Regions from separate parts of the Mus musculus genome. Here regions 2 and 3 are each linked to region 1. A link is a contact called in public Hi-C and HiChIP or PLAC-seq data. All regions are on one chromosome and are shown on one strand. Each heading gives the region's core, a stretch centred on a gene start, on an enhancer-like site or on the middle of the called end of the contact. The rest is flanking DNA. Distances are from core to core; before and after follow the strand shown.

Region 1 (5,045 bases), core at 2,408-4,907:
AGTATATTTTAAAAATTTCAAGATAGCAAAAACTCTTTGAAGTTAAACATTATGAAAATGTGAATTTCAAGCAAAGTGAGAAAATTTATCAATAATATTTCCATGATGTTTGTAGAACATGATTTAAATATTTTCAACTGTTAATATTCAAGAAACAAAATAATCATTTTAAGATATATCTCGTTGTTATGTCTCCCTTTTCATTACTGATTTTATTAATTTGGATACTGTCTTTGTGCCCTCTGCTTAGTCTGGCTAAAGGTTTATCTATCTTGTTGATTTTTCTCAAAGAACCAGCTCTTGGTTTTGTTGATTCTTTGTATAGTTCTTTTTGTTTCTATCTGGTTGATTTCAGCCTTGAGTTTGGTTATTTCCTGCAATCTACTCCTCTTGGGTGTATTTGCTTCTTTTTGTTCTAGAGCTTTTGGGCTGTCAAGCTACTAGTGTAAGCTCTTTTCAGTTTCTTTTTGGAGAGCGCCTGCGGTCTTGCTGGGTTCATTTTTTGATAACTTGTCTATATATAAATATGTTTGTACATTTATTTAGTTCCTGAAGGAAAAAGGATGACATTAGGACATTAAGCAAATGAACATATTTGATGGCTAAAATTCAATCCCGAAGGCTTTTGCTATTGATTGTGTTGTAGACATAAAACCAAACCAAACCAAACCAAAACCCAGAACACCCTCTACCTGATCAGCACTCCTTCTCTTAAAGGACACTATCACCAGAGATGCAATGTGTCTCTGGAGACAGCTATGGCATTTGGAGCCAGAGCCTAGCACATCTCATACAGAAGCCAGAGGCTATATTTGTAGACACTATTCAACCTAGCCAAATATAGGCAACCGATACAGTATGACTCTGGGAAACATTACCAAATTCTACAGCTAGAAAAGGTCTGTGTACCAACTTGACAGTTCCATGCTGGGCATCTGCTAGTTGGAAAGAACCACTGTTTAGCAAATAGAATTAATAGCTAGTAAGAAGAGTACAACAGTATGTACTATCATATTCTTTTAGGACTAAGCAAGTCCAAGGAGATAAGAGGCAGTGCTCTATTTTATTAGTAATAAATATACAGGTTATGTTCATAATTAGAACTTATTTTCCAAGGAGAAGCCCAGATATTATCACTGCAGATGATTCATCAGGAAATGATATAATAAAAGCATATACTTCAAACACAAACAATGAAAACTATCAAGATTTCTACAGTGCCACTGGATATCATGCTATGACCTATTCTTCATAGTCAATTTGTAACATGGTACAAGTCAAATTCTATAAGAAATAACAGCTTTGCTGTGTAGAACATAACTATACAATCCTACGTATTGTGTTGGTTCTATACAATCCCAATTAACATGACATTCTAAGTTATTCTTTTAATTGGCTCAAGCTAAATAACCTAGATACTCCAAAAGAAAAGGAGAAGGGTTTCAGTGACTCACACTAAAATTTCCTAACTTCCATACATATACACATATGCATATATGTTTGTATATGAACATACATTGTAGTAGTTGTTCAAGAAAAACTCTGAGAGTGATAATTTTATTTAGTTCACATCTAAGTCAAAGCTATACTATCACAAATTCTGATTATCACAAGGTAACAAATGGCCTTTACATAATTTTGTTTTTAATCAACACTACCTGATACTTGTAGAAAGATGGTGCTATGGATACCTGGATAACATATAGCAAAGGCTAAAGGCTCATTATAAATTCACTGGTTATGATACCAACTTTGTATTTACACAAATGCTGAACTAATGTCAGTATGACCTAATGCAATGTACTTACTATGCTCTGTACCTTATGATAAGAAAACTGCTTAACAATCAAAGTCCATAACCTTACTTGGTCTCATGACCTACCTGTCCTAGAACCAACTGTTTATAGCATTTCTATGTAAAATCACAAAGGAAGAACTGGCACTGATACCAGCTATAGATTATTGCTCCTTCTAAAGACCCATTTAAAACATTTTATACATAGAGTTAAGATGGATGTGGCCATTAATGTGAGAGCCAGGAAAAATCCTTACACTTGTGCTCTTTCCTATCTGTTCACAGAGCCATTTCCCTACCCTTACAAAATCCACCAGACATCCAGACCTGCTAACTCATCACCTCTATTTCTGGCCACTTCCCCTGTGGAATGCCCTCCTCTCTCTGAGTCCCATTGTCTCACCACCCAAGCTCCACCTCCATTCCCTCTACCATCTCTTACCCTGCTGCTATAGGCAGCTCCTCGTTGGCCTTATTTCCTATGGAAGTCTTCCCAATTTCATGGCACCCATGCTCTGGTTCACTCTGTATGGTAGCACTTCTCATACAAGGTTACATATTGTCTCATACATATTGTCTTAGCTTCATTTCCTGTTGCTGCGATAAAATACCCCAGGCAGGAACTTAGGGAAGAAAGGTTTTATTTTGCTCATAATTCTAAATTACAACCCATCATTGTGGGGAAATCGAGGCAGCAAGAACCTGAAGTACATCCATAGTCAAGAGCAGCTAGAGCAGGCTTCCTAATGCTCAGTTAATTCTCTCCTATTCACTCGGTTCAAGGCCCAGCCCATTAAAATGTTATCATTCAGGATATAGTCTTCCTATTTCAGTTAACTCAAGTAACAATCCTGCACAGGCCAAATTGAGGCTCATTGAGCCTCTCTTCATAGTGATTCTAGTTGTGTTGTCAATCAAAACTAACTGTCAGACTTGCTATCTCTTCCTCCATGGAAGCAAACTCTTTGAAAACAGACTTAAACTCTTAGATTCCAGAACCCAGGCACAGAAAAGTACTCAGTAATTAGCTGCTGGATGAATGTGGTGGCGGGGGGCGCAGGTGGTGATGTCTCTTGCCTTAGAAGATACAGGAAAAAGGATAAAATCACAGTCTTGTAATTTATTTCATATTGCTGAATATTAGGGACACAGAGATCCCTATTTCCATTTATAGGCATTGTGAGAGAGTCCTAAAATAAGCTCTGTAGAGTGATAAGACCCCTCTACCCCTAGTGTGTAGTAGTAGTTCAGCAATTAACAGCAATTCCTTTCCCGGTTCCAACAACAAGCAAAGATAAGCAATGATTTTCCACCTTCACAAGAAAGGACGCCAGGCAGCTTCTTTTGTCTAGTAAGTACTAAACTGGAATTTTGGAGAAGGCAAAAATAATCCAGGGAATCTTTTGGCTTCAGGGAATTAGATGTTTACTAGTATCTTTGGTTGCAAACAGGGGTGTATGTCTTTTCTGAGAAAAAAAGAGAAAGCAAAACTCAAGCACCCAACTTTTACCATAACTAGCACAGCAGCAGAAAGATTTCAGGAAAGGGAAACCTCAAAACTCACTTAGGTTCCGAGTATTAATATAAACAAAGGGCACCTTCTTTTTGTACCAAAACCTCAAATTCCAATTTTAAATTGTAATAGGACAGTGGAAAGCAAGATTGTAAAAGCCAATGTAATATATTTTTACAGAATGAAAGACTACCCAACTAATTCAAGGCAGCTGTAAAGTTGCAAGGTCTAAAGCAACTAAGAGTTCCAAGCATAAGGGAATGTCTGCAGAGAAGCTACCAAGGAGCTGACCTAATTAAGGAATTCAAAAGATTTCCGACTGCCAGGAAAGCTAACAACAAACCAGCAAGCAGGAAGGCTATTTTTATCCTCACCAGAAGCCTTCTTGACTCTGGATGCTGCAGTGAGAGGACACAGCAACAGGGTAGCTTGCCTTAAGAGGATGTTATGATACCAGTGATTAATGACAAAAGTTTAAATAAAAAAAAAACAGGCATGGTTGTTTTGTCCAATTAAAGAAGCCATAGCTGGTTAAAAAAAAAAAAAAAGGAGGGGAAGGTGTAACTAATGGCAAGAAAAGTAGAAAAACAGACCATCAAGTAAGGGAAGGGGAAGCAGTGGGTCTGAGTCACCTAGGGAACAGGCCACATAGGCTCCAGGACAGCCCTGAGGCATCAGAATCAGTGGCTAGAACACCAGTATCCATTCTGTAACAAGGAGTCAGACAGTGTGAGGACCACACCTTCTATAGAAGATTACCGTGAATCATGATAATACATATTTTAAATTGAATTCCTAAACTGAAGCTAAGAAACATTAATGCCTATTCCATGGACGCATGTAAAGCCACACTGCTTACATCTTATGCTTGTTTCCTTCTTTCCAGCTACACTACAAATGCTTGAGCCACTGAATATGAGGCACGAGGCAATGCTCCTTTCAGTGATCCTCTCCCCCTTACTGGGAAACTGAGTAACTTTACCTTTGTAAAGTTGTTTTACCTTTCTGGGCTTTATCTGTTTTTAATTATAAACTAGAGATCACAAAATTCAGAGAAAAAGTTCTGTAAGGATTTAGGTTGGAGACAATTCTCCAAAGAGCAGAGAATTAAAAAGAGATGGTGCCAGCAGAATCCTCCCACTTGGACATACACACACACATCAACACTACTGTCCACAGATAGTGACCACGTAACTTCAAAGCAGAAACACATAGTGGAAGGGATCTCACAGCATATGAACAATCTTGGGAGCTGGAATAGAGGCAGGAGCCAAACATAGGAGACGTCTAAGCCACGTGGCTATGTCTCATCATATCAGAGTTGTCCCCATTCTTCTAGAATTGTCTCAAATGACAAATAACGCTTCAAATATAGAAATGAAGCTCCAAAATGCTATTTGCTGGAGATGACAATATAAGGTAAGTGACTTATACATTTCCATTCTCCTTTCCTCATCTTCTATTTCTTCTTCCTTTATAGTACTATGTTCTTTGGGGTCCTAGGGAACATCCTAACAGCAGAAGCATAAAGCAGAACAATTAGAGAAGTTCTCTAGAACTATCTTATAATCTTTAACAAATATTAAGACCTATTACAAGGAAAATATTTCATAGTGGCTTCACTACATAACAAAGACACCTAGCTCTACCTCAACCAGGACATAAAAACAAAACAACTAAAACCTTAGTAAGTATCAGTAAGAACTCAGTAACACCTATAAATGCATTTTAACTGCA
Region 2 (4,622 bases), core at 1,032-3,531, 170 kb after region 1:
CATAGAACCTGCAAGTGGGGGTCATCTCTGCAGGGAAGGGAGGGCCCATTTTCTGATGAGTGTTTGTCCTGCCCAGCACTGCCTCTCCCAGCACCATGACTATGGGTCACTCTTCAGAAGGGTGTGGCTGACAGGAAAGTCAACAAGGCAGGAATGGGTAACCTTGGGAACAATTGAGCTGGCATATGAATAAGAATTATATTTTTGTTTGACAAAGATACCCCTCTTGCTTCATAAAGCAAATTGTGGCAAAGCCAGATGCAGTGTCCTTGGCTGCTGACAGTGTTGACAGCTTGTTATCTGGGCGTGGAAAACTGGAGCCTTCCGCAGAATACAGAAGTTTTCAGGTTTAGCCAAATAGTTCTCAGGCTGGAGAAGTTTGGGAAACCCTGGAGCTCAGTGTCTCTCCATGAACAAAACAGAGTGATTCTTACTACCTATAAAACCCACCAAGGCATACTGAGAGGGAGGTGCAGGCCAAAATCATGGGCAATACAGCAACAGGAGCAAATCTGTGTCCACCTACACACACACACACACACACACACACACACACACACACACACACACACACATCTGCATGCACACACACAGCTTAGTATAGAGAGGTCAGAGGGAATGCCAGTGGCCTTCATCAGGAGACCAGAACCTGTTCATGAGCCAGTCAGCTGGTCAGTCATTGTTAGTCAGCACTCCATGTGATAAAATGCCTGGACTGGTTATTTTTGTCAGCTTGACACAAACTGGAGTCCCCTGGGAAAAGGGAACCTCAATTGAGGAAGTGCCTCCATCAGATTGGCTTGAAAGCATCTCTGTGAGGCATTTTCATGGCTATTATCTGATATAGGAGGACTCAGCCCACTGTGGGCAGTGCCATCCCTAGGAAGATGGGCATGGACAGTATAAGAAAAGTAGAGGAGCAAGGCAGAGAGAGAAAGCCAATGAGCAGCCTTCCTCTATGCTTGAGTTCTTGCCTTGGGTTCCCTCAATAATGGACTATGATGTCTAAGTATAAACAAAATAAATCCTTTCTTCCCCCAACATGCTTTTGGGGGAGACAAAGTAACAGAAAGCAAACAAGTATAATTCCTGAGATAATTTAGAGGGAAAGATTGCTTTGGGCTCAGGATTTCAGTCTGTGGCAGAGAGAGAAGGAGGTGAAAGAGAAAGAAGAAAATGGTTGCATCTCAGGGGTAGGCACACAAGTCACTGGGACCCTGCACCATCTCCACAAGCCTAAAGGATGATTGGCTGTCTGTTCAGAGGGTCAAGGAAAGGAAGCTGTTGAAAGTGTGAGCAGGGGACAAGGGTTTCACCTGCCTGCCCTGCCCATGTCTCAGCAGGGTGGCTTTAGCGGGGCCTCTTGGAAGAAGACTGACAGACATGGGGAGAACAGTGTATCCTGGGCCCAGCCTGAGCAAACACCCTGGAAATTACCTCTTCTGGACACCTGGTGGACATGTAGAGAGAGAGAGAGGTTAAACAGGGGTCAGTCCGGCCAGCCTGGTAGACCTTAACTGCCAAGTAAGGAAGAGAAGTATCGGTGATCAATTGTTTCCGTCTTCCTCACAGAGTGCGCGTATCACCCTGTGCAGAGGAGCCCCACCCAGTGGTACACTCTATCCAAACCCTCAGAGTTTAGGGCTCAGTTGGTGGCCCTGCAAGGAAGCATGAAGCAACTGTCAAGTGAGACCCAAACCAGACCTCAGAAAGTAAGCTGGCCTATGACACACAGCCTCTTGGATCAGACTTCTCCGCTTTGTGACCTTTCTGCTGGGGACAGAGGCTTCTTCAAGGCTAGGCAGCTGGGAGTTCTTAGAAACATAAATTGGCCTGAGCCTCATCTGTAGATTGGGGTAGCAATCATCCATTGCCCATCTTGGGCCTCCAAGAGACAGAGAATGAGGGCCACCTGGGTCGGTGCTCCCCAAAGGTGCCCTCTAGGACCAACCACCTGGCTTGGGAACTGATTGGAAATGCCAACTCTCAGATCCTACTATGGACCCACTCGCTCAGGTGCTCTGGGGAAGGGCCTAGCAACCTGATTTAAAGGAGACCTCCAAGGGCCAACATTGATTGGATTTGCTTGGTGCTGCGGTGTTGGGGAGATGGCTGAGGATGATAATACCCTCCCTAACTGCTTTCCAGCTGTAGTGCTGGGTCCACAGGGGTCCCAGACCTGGGATCTTCCTGTCTTGGGAGTGGCCCTAAGCACCCTGGTTGCACTCTGGAGCCTCAGTTCCCACAGCTTTTAAACAAGGAGCAGCAGGTGATTGGAAGGCTTACACAGAAAGGCCTCACCCTTGAGGCTGGTGCCCTGGTATTGCCTAGTAACAGAACTTAGACTGTGGCAAGGATGCTGATTTTCTTAAGCAAGTGACAAAGGTTTTCCTGTCTCAGAAGTATCAAGACTCTAGCATGAATCTCCATGCCACTGTTATCATCCCTGATATAAGGTTCCAATGACAGACAGGTCAGCTGCCAGAGGGCCTCTGCCCATCAGCTGCAGCTTGCAGAGGCTGAGGATCTCAATGACCCGGATCACAAAGCAGGGGGGTTGTGATGCACATATGGCTGGGCCTGGCAGCCTCGTCCTCCCTGCTTGTGTGCGATATTAACATAATGTCCCTTGCAAAAGCGATTACAGAGTCACAGGGAGCAGAATGTCATTTGGTAGCTACTTCCTGCTTCCACCAGCAATGGTGACTAAACAAGCTAATTAAATCAGCACAAATTTGCACACAAGCTAGGCAGCTGGGCCCAGAGCAAGGTGGCTGCAGCATAATCCTGTACAGTGTGGGGGTGGGGTGGAGACCTGACTAACCACCCCAGGGCCAGGGCACTGCCTGGCAAGTCTGAATAGGGAAGGCTGCTTGCAGTCTTGGGAAGCCAGGGCCTGTGCCCCTGCAGCAGAGCTATCAGGAAACAGCAAAGTGGGCCTGCATGCTCACCTTGATTGTCTTACTGTGGAGTTGGAAAAGGGGTCACCACGTGTATCCCCTGTGGTTTCTGGAGAAGGTAGTGTGGCGGCCCCCTTTATACAAGTATCAGTTCTGTCACATGCTGTAGCTCCTTGACACTTGAGATCTCTTAGTCAACATCCCCGTTGATACGACGGGGTTGGTGTGACAGGGTTGGTGTGTGCGTTTATGCTTGATACTATGGGGAAATTTTACTGAGATGGTAACATAAAGTTAACATCATCATGTGACACGCGACACAGCTGGTGTTCTGTAAACTGGGCTGTCGTTATTTCTATTCTTGTTCATGGAATGCCACGATGGGCCTTCTCTGGATCAGGACCAGGTTCTGAGGATGCAAAGCTCAGGATGTCCCTCTCCTTACCTTCAAGGGGCACATAATAAGATGGGGTGACAGATTGAGTCACCTGCCCCAGGGTGGGGTCTGTGGAAGATGAAGAAGAGAGTGAGGATGTGCAGCCCTGGGGACTCAGGATCCAGTCCCAAAGGGGTTGCTGCTGCAGGATTGCATCCCCACAACAGCCTGGTCCAGAAGCTGGAGACCCCTGAGGGACAACAGGACACCTGCTGCCCAATATAAGCTGGCAGATCTTGGCTCCAAGGCATAGAAGCAGTAGAGGTTGTGGAGGAGGTTCTACAGGGCAAAGAGAAGAGAGGTGGGGGTGGGGGACACAGGGCAGTCTCCAGGACAGAGTGGCAGCTGCCCCTCCAGGGAGACTTCCTAAGCTCTCCTACAACTGTGTGGGAGGGGTCAGACTGGACAGGCAGCTCACACCACCCTGAACAGCTTCCTACAATTGTCATGTGCAATGCTGTCACAATTACAGCACCCTGAAGTGTTGATGACATCATGCTTGTCATTTAAATTCCTCATTGAAAAACAAAACCAAAACCAAAAAACGTACCATGTCCATCATGGTAAGCTAGTGCCTTTGACCATGGGCAGGAATGTGTAGATGAAATGAAAACTAAACCATGTCACATGCTGCCAGCAGAGTGCTGTCACTTCCTGAAGGCTCATAGGAGTGGGGATGGGGTAAGGACCTGGGGAGCTAGAAGACGGGGGAGAGGAGGTTGAAGGAGAAGTTCACCTTCACCCTGTCCCTGGGGACTAACAGCTGGGGAGCTGGGGAGGGACCCTCCCTGGTCACTTCCGTAGCCACTGATAATGGGGCGTGCAATGCCTCCTTCATGCTCCTGTATGTGTGCTGGGGCTTCTGTTCCTGTACCCCACAGGGAACCAATCACCCACCCCCCTATCTCCTTGCTTTGGGACTTCCTGACCACAATAACCTTGACGGCCATACTCTTTCCAGTTCTGTGAGTTTATCACCTCTTTACATGGGAGAATTGACCACATGTGCCACTGCACATATCCTCCCAGTAGTGTAGCCTGTGTGAAAGTTCTGGGAGGCACCATGCACAGACACGGGGCACCCAGAGTGGCTCTGTGGGCAGAGTGGTGGCTACTGGCTGACACTTCACCAAAGTTTGACAGCACTGCTCCCTGCCTCCCAGTCATGTGACAGTCTGAAGGACGTCCCATGGGCTGTGAGCCCCAGTGTCTCCTCATCAGTGCTCTCTTAGGCTGACTATCAAACAGAAACTGAGGCCCTCTGCTGTAGTTCTTGCTATTTTTTG
Region 3 (4,700 bases), core at 1,228-3,727, 230 kb after region 1:
TTCTTCAGAGAGAGCCCATTAGATTTACTAGGGACTACTGGCTCAATATTCTGATAGTCAAAAGGGCACAGCTCAAGGCTCTTTAGCATAGCTTCATTCCTGTCAGGATGGTTGCGCTATTCTACAAGTAGGAAAGGGACAGGGACTTTTAGCCAAGTATTGTGCTAAGCACCAAAGTCAAAACAAACAGTTGTGGTTTCTACTTTGAAGATTATACTCTGGGTGTGGTTGGGGGCATCGGGGTGCAGATGGCCAATCAGCCTATAAATTATTCACTTCCAGTTACAACAATTGCTTTAAGAACTTAGCTCAACAATAGACAAAATTAGACCGGGGACCAAAAAAAGATTTTGTGAGGAAAGAATAAGATATGGTGTGCCTAAAATGCAACCTATAAGAAGGGCACCCTGCCTCCAGCCCTCCCTCCAGGAGGGGCCAGGGTTGAACTCTCTAATAGGACTCCCTCAGAGCCAGACATGAGAGGTCAGCATGGGTCAGTAGTAGAAACAGACTTGAGATGTCCCAAAGGGTTGCAAGCTGTCATGACACATTGTGATCAGCTTAACCTTGCGACTGGCTGAGCTGTTGCTAAGAAGTATGAACTGAGAGTGGCTACTTGTTTTGTGCTCTAATTTCAGTTCTCTTGGGTAGCAAATGTTGGGTGAGAGCATCTTGGATCACTGCCTACTGTGCATCTTCCCCGGAGCCAAGGGCACTGTAAATGTTATCCACATCTTTTTCAGTTGTCATGGGTGACGAGGAGGAACCACAGCAGATGTAGTTCTGAGAGCTGGGGAAGTTGATGAGTTGATGATCAGCCAAGAAACAAAGAGGACAGAAGCACCTAAGAAATCAAAACTGTCCAGGCATGGTGGCACACACCTTTTAGCCCAGCACTTGGGAGGCAGAAGCAGGCGGATCTCTGTGAGTTCAAGACCAGCCTAGTCTACAAAGCGAGTTCTAAGACTGCCAGGGTAGTTAAACAGAGAAACCCTGTCTTGAAAAAAAAAATCAAATATGATCTCTCCTATAAAATATATAAAATTTGTGTTTAGAAGAAGAAATTAAGTTTTTTTTTCCTCCCTCACTTTGTAAGACCTGCAAATGTTAGAATCCCGTGGACATTTTTTATTTACACAAAGGAATTTGATGGCCTTTTCTCCTTGGTGCAGTGACCTCTTTCCCCTTCCTCCTCTACTTCTTATGCACAAATTCTTTTCAGATAACTGAGTAAGATTGTTATGTTGGACCCTAGCCAACTGAGAAAAGACAGGATTCACCTTCCTCAGAATAAAAACCAAATGCACTTCCTGTCTAGGTGTGTTCCCTCCCCTGCCCTTTCCTGCCCCAGCAAGCCTCTTGATCAAGTAAAGTTTGCCTCATCCAGACACTTAGCTGAAATGATGGTCTCTCTTAGCAATCCAAACTTTTTTTTCTAATAGGGGCAACAGTGGGGAATTCAGTGCAGACTTGTGGGTGTAAAAGCTAGGGTATTTTACTTGTTGTAAAATGACAGCTAGCTATCAGGACCGTGGATATGTTAGGTTAAACACTGGACCACAGCACCTACTATACTTCATCTAGGTATATATATGACCACGGTAATTATTTCTGTTCTTCTATTTCTGCATCTGCACAAAGAAATAGTAGTGCCAGCTTTCAGGTAGTTGTGAACGTATTTAAAGAGTGCAGCACTATTACATCTAATTCATTCTACTTACTGGATCTACTATTAGTAATGCTGACAATATTTAATGCTAAGGCGAAAATCCACACATGCAAAAAAGACTTAACAGCAGTTTTTATTTTCTTCTTGTTATTTTACGAGTTCGTAAAATGAATCTGCATTGCTATTAATCAGGCAGAAGGGTACAAACTTTTGAACAGAAGTTTGATTAGTAGGCAGGTTAGAGAGCTTGAGAGGGTATAGGCACTTGCCACTGAGCTGGAGGATACGTGTTCGATCCCACCACTTACATCACAGGAGAGACCAGTGTGTCCCAAGTAGTCCTCTGACCTCCACATATGTGCTGTCGCACGCTCCACCGCCCCTCCCTGCCACACAAAAAGTAAAAATTAATTTTGTCAAAACAATAAGATTAACCCATTGTTAACCAAATCTCCCAGATCACATTATTTAAGGGGATCGTGGGAATGGAGCGACTGTCAAAAGCACAGGCTGCCAGGCATAAATACAGAGCTGCTGAATCACAGTCGTTAAAGGATACACTCGTAATCTTTTAATCAGTTCTGCAGGTGACCCGGAGGTCTGATTTGGGAGGGCTGCCGTGACTGGGTAGGTTCTGAGCCTACAATGCCCAAGCTGTCCCGCAAACTAGCGCGAGCGAGCCAACAGCCTGCCGGGAGTTGTAGTTTCTAACGGCCAGACACGGGCTATAAGAACATAGGTGATGGCTCCAGGAAACCAACCGTCCCACAATGCAAAGGCCGTCGGTGACGCCATTAGACGAGCGCCGGCAGCGCGGCGAGCGGGGAGCGCCTTGGTCCCCGCCGCCTCCCACCCTGCCGCCTCCGTCGCCGCCGCCTCCGTGGGCCCCTCCGTGTCTGCGCAGCTCTGCCCGCGGCTCCCGGAGGAGCAGCGGAGCGCGGGGCCCGGCGCGGGCGCGGGGTGCGGCCATGGCGGACGGTGCGGGAGCAGGCGCGGCGGGCCAGGCTTCGGGACCGTCCGGGGGCTCGAGTGGGGCCGGCGGCCCTGTCAATCCCGCTTCGCTGCCTCCGGGAGACCCGCAGCTCATCGCTCTCATAGTGGAGCAGCTCAAGAGCCGTGGGCTGTTTGACAGCTTCCGCCGGGACTGCCTGGCCGACGTGGACACTAAGGTACCTGAGCCTCGGGGGACCAAGGGGGGCGGACCATCCAGTTGCTTTGACGTGCCAGAGCCCGGAGTAAAACAAAAGGCACCTCGAGAGCCTGGCAGGGACGCGCTGCTCGGGGCACTACCGGTATCTTCTGAGTGGTGCACACCCGACACCGGAGCCCTTACCAGCTGTGATTTTTAAATCAATCAATCAATCAATCTATCTATCTATCTATCTATCTATCTATCTATCTATCTATCTATCTATCTATCTATCTATCTATCTATCTATCTATCTATCTATCTATCTATCTATCTATCTATCTATCTATCTATCTATCTATCTATCTATCTTCTGAGTGGTGCACACCCGACACTGGAGCCCTTACCAGCTGTGATTTTTAAATCAATCAATCAATCAATCTATCTATCTATCTATCTATCTATCTATCTATCTATCTATCTATTCATTTATTTATTTATTTATAGTTCTTTCGCTTTTCTGAACTTGAGGATTCTTTAATGGCTGCACACGTATACCCACTCCATACCCAAGAAACTTGTGTTTTACAACCCATGGGAAAGGTAGAGTACTTTAGAAGCTCCACCCGTTCCCTTGTTCACCTGGGAGGTGATTTTTAGCACTGGCTGGATGGGACTGCACGTTAATAGTCCCTTTCCCCAGCTGAATCATTTGCAGACTTGTTTGAGGTCAAATTGGGATAAGCTGTCGAATCAGCACCTTCTTTTTTTCCATTTAACTAATTGAAATGGAGTTAATGGCTATGTTAGATCCAGTGCCAAAGGCCAGTCTACCGTTAAACAAAATGCTAATTCACCTCATTTGGAAACTTTGGAATGTGTGTCACGGGGCAGGTATATAGTAGCCAGAACATTTCCTTTCCCATTACAAAACTTGCTTGCCAAGATTAAGGTGTGGAGCTAGGAGCCTCTTTGCTGACTGAGAGGGCTCCCCAGGGTAGTGGTTGCTCCTCATGCTGTCAGGGCTGTGAGTCACCAAGCAAGCTGGTCTAGTAGGCCTTAGCTGGGGCTCAGCTGTCAGCTACAGGCTGCTGGGGCCTGTCCTACGGCTTTGATGTGCGGTAAGGTCTTCCCTACATAGACATGTCTTAGGCCACAATCTGCACAGGTAGGCCATCCTTCCTGCTTCCATGTTCTCGTAGAGCGACCAGAGCCATGCAGACACTGACATGCCATTCACCAAGGATCGGGTGAAGAGGTACTATCTGCCTCCAGTTGGAGAGAAGGTCAGGGGCTCAGAACATTCCTTGTACTCACGAGGTAGTTTCCTAGTCTTGTTCTTAAGCTCTGAGGAAGAGGATTTAGACTAAGTGCCTCAGGCTCCTTTGAGGGTCACAGCTTTCCTGGAAACGCTTCACAGAACTCCCTTGGTTGTAGCTGTAGGGACTCTTGCTGAGGCTTGGGTGGCTGTTTCATTTGGAGGGGCCTTTCCTTGGTATACTGCCATGAACAGTCACTGTGAGTCAAGCAGACAGGAGTGTTTGCATTTTAGGGATGGAAATTACTGACACTCAGAAATCAGGTGACTTGTAAGAAGTCAGTGCTCGGCCTCAAACCCTGTTCCTTCCAGAAGCAGCTTGCATCTGTCCTTGGCCACATGGAGATAGAGGGCACCTTTGTTTCCTCTTTTAAGCCTGAAAGTCTAATGTAAAAAAATGAGGGCAGCATAGTACTAATAGGGTTTCCGCTCGTGGAGTTTCTTTAGAAGTAGATTGGCTTAAGGGCTGGAGCAAGAGCTCAGAGGTTAGGACTGTTCTTCCAGAGGTCCTGAGTTCAATTTCCAGCAACCACATGGTAGCTCATAATGAGATCTGGTGCCCTCTTCTGGCCTGCAGGCATACA

Evidence for each region. A called contact is a pair of places that touch in the nucleus more often than the background predicts. HiChIP or PLAC-seq counts read pairs in DNA pulled down with a chosen protein or histone mark.
Region 2: a contact with region 1 is called in a Hi-C map of bone marrow-derived macrophages, with 32 read pairs. The contact joins two enhancer-like sites. A contact is called at or near these places in 3 of 484 Hi-C or Micro-C datasets (bone marrow-derived macrophages, liver and nephron progenitors) and 5 of 115 datasets of contacts at active chromatin or transcription factors (bone marrow-derived macrophages, embryonic stem cells and fetal liver).
Region 3: an H3K4me3 HiChIP or PLAC-seq map of bone marrow-derived macrophages shows a contact between it and region 1, with 5 times the contacts expected there. The contact joins the promoter of Bod1 here to the enhancer-like site in region 1. A contact is called at or near these places in 22 of 39 promoter capture datasets (3T3-L1-derived adipocytes, the C10 cell line, the HPC-7 cell line and 15 more), 1 of 15 datasets of contacts at CTCF or cohesin (the NIH/3T3 cell line), 6 of 484 Hi-C or Micro-C datasets (bone marrow-derived macrophages, brain, cortical neurons and 2 more), 23 of 115 datasets of contacts at active chromatin or transcription factors (T-cell acute lymphoblastic leukemia, bone marrow-derived macrophages, cardiomyocytes and 14 more) and 3 of 9 other capture datasets (adipose tissue, liver and pancreatic islet).

What each region holds. Positions count from the first base shown.
Region 1 is chr11:31,899,588-31,904,632 of GRCm38.p6, reverse strand. The region is part of intron 2 of Cpeb4 (cytoplasmic polyadenylation element binding protein 4); the gene reads right to left. Among named protein-coding and RNA genes, the nearest start is that of Cpeb4, 31 kb to the right of the region's middle. Within about 2 kb of position 3,657, at least 61 of the 459 cell types and tissues checked have an H3K27ac peak or open chromatin away from gene starts, as enhancers often do. A contact at or near this core is called in the HPC-7 cell line, adipose tissue, bone marrow-derived macrophages and 4 more, where this site is marked.
Region 2 is chr11:31,732,375-31,736,996 of GRCm38.p6, reverse strand. No RefSeq gene overlaps it. Among named protein-coding and RNA genes, the nearest start is that of Gm35131, 7.6 kb to the right of the region's middle. Within about 2 kb of position 2,281, at least 72 of the 459 cell types and tissues checked have an H3K27ac peak or open chromatin away from gene starts, as enhancers often do. A contact at or near this core is called in bone marrow-derived macrophages, where this site is marked.
Region 3 is chr11:31,669,639-31,674,338 of GRCm38.p6, reverse strand. It overlaps Bod1 (biorientation of chromosomes in cell division 1), which reads left to right and starts at 2,477. Exons shown (of 4, transcript NM_001024919.1): 1 at 2,477-2,838. The coding sequence starts at 2,638.